Regions from separate parts of the Mus musculus genome. Here region 2 is linked to region 1. A link is a contact called in public Micro-C data. All regions are on one chromosome and are shown on one strand. The core of a region is the stretch at or near the end of the contact, and the rest is flanking DNA. Distances in the headings are between cores, read along the strand shown. Region 1 overlaps Dock4 (dedicator of cytokinesis 4). Region 2 has its middle 110 kb from the start of Immp2l.

Region 1 (5,002 bases), core at 1,082-3,581:
TCTCCTGTGGGGGAATCAGAGGCTAGAGAATGGGAGAGTGTGGGATTGTGTGTGAATCTCTTTGGACTCATACAGTGCCTGCCAAAAGCAACCAGTGACAAGGCCAGTTGGAAGAAGACTCTTGTCAGTCCACCTCTGGTCTCTGCCCATTGTTTGGAGCACCATCTGACTCATCCTTCTAGAGCGGTGGTTCTTCTTAATCCTGTGACCCTTGAGTATAGTCCCTCATGCTGTGGTGACCCCCGACCATAAAATTACTGTGTTGCTATTTCCTAACTGTAATTTTGCTACTGTTATAAATCCTTCATAACTGTCATTTTGTAAATTTTATGAATCATAATGTAAATATCTGATATGCATGATATCTGATGGTACCCACAGGTTGAGTAGGATATCTGATGTGACCCACAATAGGGCCAGGATCCATAGATTAAAGAACCACTGTTCTAGAGGGATATCTGGGTCACAGCCCTGACAGTGAAACTGAGAGGGACTGCCTGGCCCTTGATCTCAACCTGGTTCATGGCTGCTACAACAACATTCCAAGGAAAAGCCAGTGAATAAACCATCTGTGTGTGTGTTTGCATGTGTATGAGTAGAAGTCTGGGGAGGGAAGAACAACTGAATTTAGGGGAAGACTCCTGCTTCTGCCCAGACCTTCCTGTTTGTCCATAGCTATTGGGAAGAGCTGCAGCTGACTCCTTTCCCCAAGAATGTAGGTGCAATCTGTTTGCCTTTGCCATTGATCTTCCATGGATTACCAGGAAAGGGGCTGTGTCCTGGAGATGTCATACGAGCTAGGGAATGTGGTTCCGCCGGTCACTCAAACCTCGCTTTCAAAAACCTGAGTGAGCATGGGCCACAGGCCCAGTCCAGGGGCAACGTATGTGCATTGGAGGGTGGGTACGAAGTTGAAGATTCGTGTTGTATCCCTGAGTTTTTTTCACAGTTTATTTGGGACTAATTTTAAGAGCAGAGAAAACTCCTTGTTTCTGCTCCAGCTAATTTCTCTGTTTTTCTACACCATCCTGGCAGAAGTCTGTAGCTGCATCTGGAATTGGATGAGAGCGAGTGGGATTTGGCTTGATTGGTTTATCTTTGCTGATTGTGTGATCTTCCCGAAAGGCCCAGGATACCTCCTCTGCGCAGCACTGATGTCTTGCAGAAATGATTTCTGAGTGCGTTTGCCTGAACCAGCTAACCAATTTTATTTCCCGTTGTCACTGGCATTGCAAGGGGATTTCAGTTTGTTTCATCTGCTCTAAGAGATCATGTGCCAGCATGGGAAACTCTGAAAGGCTTCCTTGATTAGTCCTGAGTTATCTGTCTTGGGTAAAATTTGAATCAGTATATATGTTACCAAAATTATAATAATGTATAATGCTGTAGGTTTCCACTTTTTCTTTTCATGAGTTAGGTAGAGCTATGTAATATTGGTAATTTTGTAGGTTAAAATTATAGAATATTCATTAGCTCATTTTTGTCTATTATAGTATTTGAACTATAAGTTTGTCTATATAGTAGGTTTTTAAATTAATATTTCTCCTTTCATTCTTATTCATGTCATACTGCCAGTCTAGCAGTATACACTTGTAAAGAACATCATACCTAGCGAATTCTTACTATTAATTTTCCCTATGTTTATTATGAGTAATTATTTACCATTTATATTTAATGTAAAACACCATTTCTTATTATGTTTCTTTCAGAAAACCTAAGACTCTGTTTCCCCTTTTCTCCTTAAATAGAGTTTAATTATTTGTTCCTAGGCTCATTATACCATATAGAAAATGTTTTGAGCAAAGAGTTTCATAAGGAGATAACCATCTCATTTTCTAAAAGGCATCCTACCTCAGCATATTATATCATAAAAATGGACTCTTCTCCCTTTCCAGAGGATGCTGTTTAATCATATTGGAGATGGGGCCTTGCCTCGAAGTGACCCCAACCTTTCTGCACCTGAGAAAGGTGGGTACCAGTCATCCACCCCTTGTAGGTCCTAGAATGTGTCAGGGTTTGTTGTGTCCTCATTTCCCCCAGTCTTCTGTGTGCCGTGTGGCAGGTAGAGCTCTAGACTGTTAATGATCAGGGTGAGTGTGATCTTTAGGCAATTAGTGAAAGGCAGTTTATCATGATCCATTCTCCATAAACTCCTAAGCTCTGAGCAAATTAGAAGCTCCTTTGTGTAATGGCTTTCTGTTGTTCAGCGAGCCCAGGCCAAGCCTGCTCTCCCTGAAGCAAAGTTGCCAATTAAGCCACTAGTTCACACAATGAAAGTAGCTACTCCTCAGATTGATTCCACAGACCCCATCCATTGTCTCCTTCACAAAGCTCATATTCAGCCAGCTCAACTGTTGTTGGTGGTCACTCACACAGGCTCTTGTACCATTAAATGCCATGCAAGCATTGCGATCAGACGCATAATGGAGTGGGGCCCGCCTCAAGGTCAAGCACACACAAATAAGATGCACACACCAAATGCATGCATAGAGCTAAGAAGCCAATTAGCAACACACAGACCAGGAAGAGCAGATTAAATGTCGCTTCCTCCACTGTGGGTGCAGGGACTTGCAAAGTCACCCGTTTGCCTCTCAGGGTCAGGCCTCAAAAATAGCAGTCTCGCAGGCTAATGAATCAAGACTCACTAATGAAATGTCCCAGTAAAGTGCACTTTAATTGCCCCCATTAAGAACTAGGCTGTATTACCATTTTGGTACACTGATAGATTAACATTAAAACTTCCCAAAGGGAGATGAAAATTAGTGAGGGCCTAGCCAAAATTATTTTAAAGCATGGAATTAGCTTTAATGTTGTAAGTCAAGCATTGATCTTCACCAGGAGAAACTAGGGATGTGCTGTTATTTTTACCAACTTTACTAAAGAAAACTACCCAGCAAATATAAAAGAAATAGAGAAAAAAAAATAATGTTTAAAATATTTCCACCCCATTAAATCAAAGCAGTAACTTGGAGGAATAAAACGTGGCAATTCTCACTGCGTCCGTCAGATGGCAGTATCTGCACGGGAAGCAAGCGGGAACGCTGGTTTTACTATTAGAAACTTCATTGTGGAGTGTTTCATAACCTTGTGTGTCCTGCCCTGCTTCCTAGCAGAGCTGTCTATATTCCTACACCGTGATGCCTGGAGCAGATGGATTGCAAAGTAACAATGACGTTATCAGCAGTCCAAGTGGTTTTCTCAGGACTTACTTAGTGTAATCTGTCCATTTGGAACTCATCCTTTCCTGACAGGACTGGTCAGTGTGGCACCCTCAACCCTGTCCTTGGTACTTCTGCCACACAGTTGAAATAAGAGAGTGCCCTTTGCCTCATCACCTCCTTTAGATGGCCATTTGTTCAGACATTTCTACAAATAGGCTGATGACTATATTTTCCATCTATTTCTCAGCATCTAAACACATTTGGAATTCTCAGCAGGTTGCTACTCCCTGGCATAGAGATTTGCAGTTCTGTTTGACAGCTTGAGGGAAATAAAGAGACCTGCTGTTACTCAATTAAATGTCAGCTCTGTTAGGTAACCAATTAGAGAGAGGTTTAATATTGGGGAAGTGTCCTGCTTGGTTACTGCTTAAGGTTTTGTGGTCTTTTTGACTACGTTCTGGATAATTCTGCCAGACTCCTAAGATCTCAAGCATTTGAAAGGCAAAGCTGGCTCTTGTGTGTTTAGCTGTGTTATTCCCTTCCAGCTGTGAATCCCACCCCTAGCAGCTGGAGCCTGGACAGTGGGAAAGAAGCCAAGAACATGTCGGACAGTGGGAAACTTATCTCTCCCCCTGTCCCTCCAAGGCCCACACAGACTGGTGGGTATTTGAAGCATTTGAATAATCACTTTCATATAATAAGTATATTGAGCATTTCAGTTTGCTAGCAACATCATTTGCCTCTAGTTGGCTCCTCCTTTCCCTGTTCTTCTGCCATACAGTCAGACAACAGTCCCTTCTAATAAGCCCCTCGGAAGAATTTGAGCATGCCATCTTCTTCCTGGCTCCATGTTCAACCCTTGTTGCTTGATGGGCCACTGGCCTCTGCCCTTCGCTTGCACTGATCTCTGCTAACTCGGCCGCTTTCTATAATCTTCCCCGATGACATCAATGTTTCAGCTGACTCGAGAGCCAACCCTCAGTGGCTTTGAGGAGCCTCTGACACCTTGAGTTATCTGCTGCTCTCAGAGCTCTGTTTCCGGCAGTGGTGTTGCTCAAAGGGCTAAAGCGTGGACCTGCATCTCTTGTAACTGTGGCTCACGAAGCACATCCTAACGTACGTCTAGCCTCAGGTCTTCTGAGCCAGTAGATTATGTTCCTGAAATGAGGCTGGGGCCAGCATTTTACCAGGCCATTTGTGGGCTGCTTCTGCTCACTAACATCTGAGTGCTGAAAATGGTTGGGAAACTTCCAGCCTGGCCCTGGGTCCCCAGAGAATCACAGACAGAAGCAGAGCTGGCTTTCATGAGCTTCTGTTGGGAAAAGGCCAACTTTCCCTCTGAACATACACCACTTGCTTGGTGACTTGCATGCGGAGCAGTTTTAAGAGAAGCTTGAACTGACTGCCTTTTCCAGTAACCAGATCTTGTCAGCACTTTCCTACATCGCTGGAGCTTTCCAGGTATAGCCGGCCTAAGAACCAAAGAAAATGTGGTACCATTTCCTCAGCAGAGTGCCCTAGTCTGAGCACTCGGTGTCACTTGCTACATCGTAGCTTCTCATCCTTTGAATAGTTTCTGCAGGGTCAGAATGAGGGATGAATTTAATCCTCTTGATCGGTATTAGTATATCGGTCTGATTGTAGAAATGAGGGCCCATCAGCCAAATCATTTGTATTTCTTTGCTGATCCATGTACATTCAGACAGTCTCGTTATTTAAAGGCTTGGTTGTGCCCGTGAATATGGGAACTTGAAAGGTATTTTTAAGGGAAAATAAGATTGATAGTTCTTACAAAGGAATAAATATTATCAGTGCTAGCTGGGCGTCTGAGACAAAAAGAA
Region 2 (4,564 bases), core at 1,772-4,271, 81 kb after region 1:
AAGGAGGCCTCTTACTTTTCAGTGTTCCGCCTTTGTTTTCTCTTGCAGACAAAATTCATATGGAATGACAGACTTTCTGTCTATCTCTGTCTCTGTGTCACTGTTTCTGTCTCTGTTTCTGACTCTGTCTCTCTCCCTTCCTCCCTTCCTTCCTCCCTCCCTCCCTCCTTTCCTTCTTCCCTTCTTCCCTCCCTTCCTTCCTCCCTCCTTTCCTCCCTCCTTTCTTCCCTCCTCCCTCCCTCCCTCCCACCTTTCCTTCCTCCCTCTCTCATTTCCTTCCTCCCTTCCTCCCTCCCTCTGTTTGTAATGTTCTCACTATCTATACAAGGCTACTTTTTCATCACTGTATCAGTAAAGGTTTGGAGCCAGGGGCTAACCTGTTCACTGACTGTGGAATAATAGTGAAAGGACGAAATTGGAGTCAAAAGAATAAGAGACAGTAGGAGAATTCATTTTTTAAAATATAAAGCTCTTGAAATCCTCCTTTATATACTTTGTCTACCTGCTTAAAAAAACAAAACCCTCTGTAGATGAGAGTTATCTACCATGCTAGCCACTAAGCACACATGGCTCCTTATACTAAGTTAAATTAAGTTATAACTTAGTTTTTGAGTCACCCTAGCCACATTTTGAGTGCCCGATTGCCCTATGTGTTTAGTGACTAACAATAGTAAGCATCAAGAATGTAGTCCGTCATTGTGGAAAGGTATTGGGTAGCACTAGTTTTGAGCTCAAAGTATCAACATGTTAAGCTCCTTCTAGAAGAAATTCACATGAAAACATCTGAGCCCACTTCTAGTGATCATTCTAAAGGTGCAGTTTCCATTTGGGAATTAAGTTACAATCTCATATCAATTGCCAGTAGTTCTGACTAACCTTAACAACCATATTATGTTTCCAAAGTCATACTTTGAATTAGCAAGTTATCAGTGGGCAAGATTATCTTGTTATACAGTGGCTTTTAGTTTTTGCTGATCACATTGTATCTTAGTCAGGGTTTCTATTTCTGTACAAACATCATGACCAAGAAGCAAGTTGGGGAGGAAAGGGTTTATTCAGCTTACACTTCTGTTATACTGCTGCTCATCACCAAAGGAAGTCAGGACTGGAACTCAAGCAGGGCAGGAAGCAGGAGCTGATGCAGAGGCCATGGAGGGATGTTACTTACTGGCTTGCTTCCCCTGGCTTGCTCAGCCTGCTCTCTTATAGAACCAAGACTACCAGCCCAGAGATGGCACCACCCACAAGGGTACCTCCCCCCTTGATCACTAATTGAGAAAATGCCTTACAACTGGATCTCATAGAGGCATTTCCCCAACTGAAGCTCCTTTTTCTGTGTTAACTCCAGCCTGTGTCAAGTTGACACAAAACTAGCCAGTACACATTGACTCTGATTTTGACACATCAAACTATTTGATAAAAGTAATCATGTTTTGGCATATTTCATTATAATTAATTTAGTTGTATATAGAAATTAAAATAATATCTACAAGGACAAATGTCTTGCTTAGAAACCTTAAAAACACATGCCCTCCCTGGAAGTGTAGGGTGAAGGCTGTAACTCAGTGGGAAAGTGTTTGCCTAGCATTTATGAAGCCTGGATTCAATTAACAACCACCACCACCACCAACAACAACCACCACACACACACACACACACACACACACACACACACACACTATGCTGGTTTTTGTTGTTGTTCAACTGGACTCAGTCTAGAATCAATGAAGGAAAGGGACCCTCAGACTGCCCAGTGAGCAAGTCTGTGGTGGCATTTTCTTGGTTGCTGATTGATGTGGAAAGGCCTGGCCCATTGTGGGTGGTGCCATCCCTAGGCACCTGGGTTTAGGCTGTAGAAGAAAACATTCCTCCATAGTCTCTGCCTCTATTCCTGCACTGAGCTCCTACCCTGACTTCCCTCAAGAAAGGATCATCTTCTGGGAGTTAAAAGATTAAATAAACCCTTTCCTCCTCTAAGCTGTTTCTGGTCAGTGTACATCAGAGAAGCAAACTAGGATACAAACATGATGCATTATTGCCTTTATAATACTGGTTTGGAATGTAGCTTAGTGGTACATTATGTTCTTAGCATATACAAACACCCAGATCTAACCCTCAGCAACACACACACACAAGCACACACCACACACACTTCATCTCGCCACCCTAGAGAACTAGTAATTTAAATAAAGAGGTGTTCCCCAAAGTGGATACCAGGCTCTTTGAGAAAGACTGAGAAGAAATAAGGAGACACATTGTCATTTTACATACTTTCTCTCTTGGTATCAATACAAAGACGTAAGTGTGGAACAGGAAACAGTAATGCAAAGGCCTCATGTTGAAGGGGTTAAAAGATCATTTGGCTATATTTGTCCATGTCTTGGTCATTACAGGCTAGGAGGTGGGTCTGGGGTCATTAATATGCTAAGGATCTCCTATGCCTCATCTCATTCCTCTCTACCTACCTTTGATGCAAGTGTTACTCTGATTGTCTTATTTTCTATATTGTACCTAATGAGACTGGCTCATTTAAGGAGTCCAGACTTACATGTCTACTAAATAAGGGATACTGGATCCCAGGTTAGAAATAAAGTCTAAAGTCAGAGGTAGGACCCTGGAACATTAGGCAAATGCCTGCCGGGCCTTTGTAAGGAATTATAAGTACATTAGAATATGACTCTGATGACTCTATTTAGGCAGTCTTCAGGTTTGCTTAAGAATATTTATTTATGTCGACAGGGGCTGAAGGGCTGCGGCTGAAGGGCTGAGGAGCTTGGAGCAGCCTAATCACTGAACCCTGTGGCTGGGGAGACACCCTTCTGATTTGCTCCACATCCCGTGTGCTTCCCTCAGGATCACAAATTCTTCGAGGATGGGGATATGCAGCGGCGCTTGTGCTTACAGGCCATGCTCACTCAAGTGTCCGAGATGCTGGAAAAGTCCACGGTGCCAGAGTTCACCTGTCAGGTGGCTGGCTGTTGCCAAGGTTTTGCCTCCTTAGTGGACTACCAGCACCACTACCACATGATGCAAAGAAGCACCTGCTCTTTCTGCAGCTGTGCCTTCCCCTCTGGGCATTTGCTGGGTGTGTACTTCCTGGAATGACAGAACTCTTTGTTTTAGATCCTGGCCCAGAGGCAAGACATGTAAGGGGGGGAGGGGCCTCAGGTGAAAACTGCCCAGAGAAGTGCAAGACCAGCCAAGACCAGATCACATGGTAAGGCTACACATGTACCCTGCGGATATCTGATTTGATAAACTCAAGACAAAGGGAGGCCCAGCCATGCCAGCTCTTGCAGATGCAGCAGCCAGAGCCTTGAAAAACGAGTGATGCCATGAAGATCTGCTCTGAACTGCTGCCCCTGGAGGAGGACCTACAGCCACAGAATATCTTCTACTATCTGTTTTTGCAGCCAGAGGATTTAAAAGCACCAAGAAAAAACAAAAACAAACACCACTGATGGATTCTAGCTAGGAAAGCCAGACAGATTTTCAGGGAGTTCTGGGCCGTAGCCTTTCTCTTGCTTCTGGACCAATGTCCTGAGCTGAACCCCTGCCACCTCCTTATTTCCATCTCTGGTCACTTGAAGCAACCAGTGTGTAGAAACCCAGAATCTGCAGATTCCAGAAATAACCAGGACACACTGAGGGAGAGAAATGGAGAGACTACCTACTTGCTCTGCAGTGGCTACTCTAAGAATGTCACTATTAAGCATATGTAATGAATTCATTTTCACTAAAAAAAAGAATATTTATTTACTAACAGTAGATGTACATGTGTTCATCCGTAGTAATATCTAATTGGTTATAGTGATATGTGGCCTGGAGAAGTGGCCTAGTGGTTAAGAGCTCTGGCTGCTTTTCCAAAGGATCCAAGTTCAAGTCCTAGCACCCACATGACAGCTCATAACTCCAGTTCCAGGAGATCTATTGTCCTCCTGTGCCCTCAGTGGTCACCAATTACATATGTGCTGCACATATATACATGCAGGCAAAGCATCCATAAATCTAAAACAATAAAATAACTTTTTTAAACTGTGTGTGTCTCTGTGTGTATTAGGGATTTCACACAAGACCTTGTACATGCTCAGCCAATACTACACTATTAAGCTATATACTGATGATTATTAATAGTCTGCCAGAAGAGTTTAAAAGTTACTTTTCTTAGACATACTTATTGCCATTTCCCTCTTGCAGTGTCTTAACCCGAGGTTGGTAACTCAATCAGATCTTATTTATTCTGGGAGCTGTGAAAACATCCACTTCTGGGCTCAGTTGTGCAGCTTTCATACGGGGCCCTGGTACTGAAAGGAGGGAAGCTGAATAGGGAAGAATACAAATGAAGACCATAGGCCACTGAGTCCCATCTCAAATCAGGATCATTGACTTCTGCAATCCATTCTTGTTACCACCACCCTATTTTTGTCTAACGCATAAGCAATAGCTAACCCTGTTTCCACAATAGTCTTTCTCTGTATGGTCCTGAGTGGCTCCCTGATTCTGGGCTTTGGGGGTAACAATGAGATGGTCTAGACAACTGGAACCAAGCTTAGAGCAGTCAACC

The links. A called contact is a pair of places that touch in the nucleus more often than the background predicts.
Region 2: a Micro-C map of embryonic stem cells shows a contact between it and region 1, with 2.3 times the contacts expected there. The contact joins two enhancer-like sites. A contact is called at or near these places in 2 of 15 datasets of contacts at CTCF or cohesin (embryonic stem cells and large pre-B cells), 29 of 484 Hi-C or Micro-C datasets (B cells, the HL-1 cell line, the N1E-115 cell line and 4 more) and 8 of 115 datasets of contacts at active chromatin or transcription factors (embryonic stem cells, expanded potential stem cells, neural progenitor cells and 1 more).

What each region holds. Positions count from the first base shown.
Region 1 is chr12:40,834,735-40,839,736 of GRCm38.p6, forward strand. It overlaps Dock4 (dedicator of cytokinesis 4), which reads left to right. Exons shown (of 53, transcript NM_172803.2): 50 at 1,896-1,968; 51 at 3,707-3,820. Among named protein-coding and RNA genes, the nearest start is that of Immp2l, 190 kb to the right of the region's middle. Within about 2 kb of position 2,332, at least 38 of the 459 cell types and tissues checked have an H3K27ac peak or open chromatin away from gene starts, as enhancers often do. A contact at or near this core is called in embryonic stem cells, where this site is marked.
Region 2 is chr12:40,914,565-40,919,128 of GRCm38.p6, forward strand. It overlaps the pseudogene Gm18246. Among named protein-coding and RNA genes, the nearest start is that of Immp2l, 110 kb to the right of the region's middle. Within about 2 kb of position 3,022, at least 36 of the 459 cell types and tissues checked have an H3K27ac peak or open chromatin away from gene starts, as enhancers often do. A contact at or near this core is called in embryonic stem cells, where this site is marked.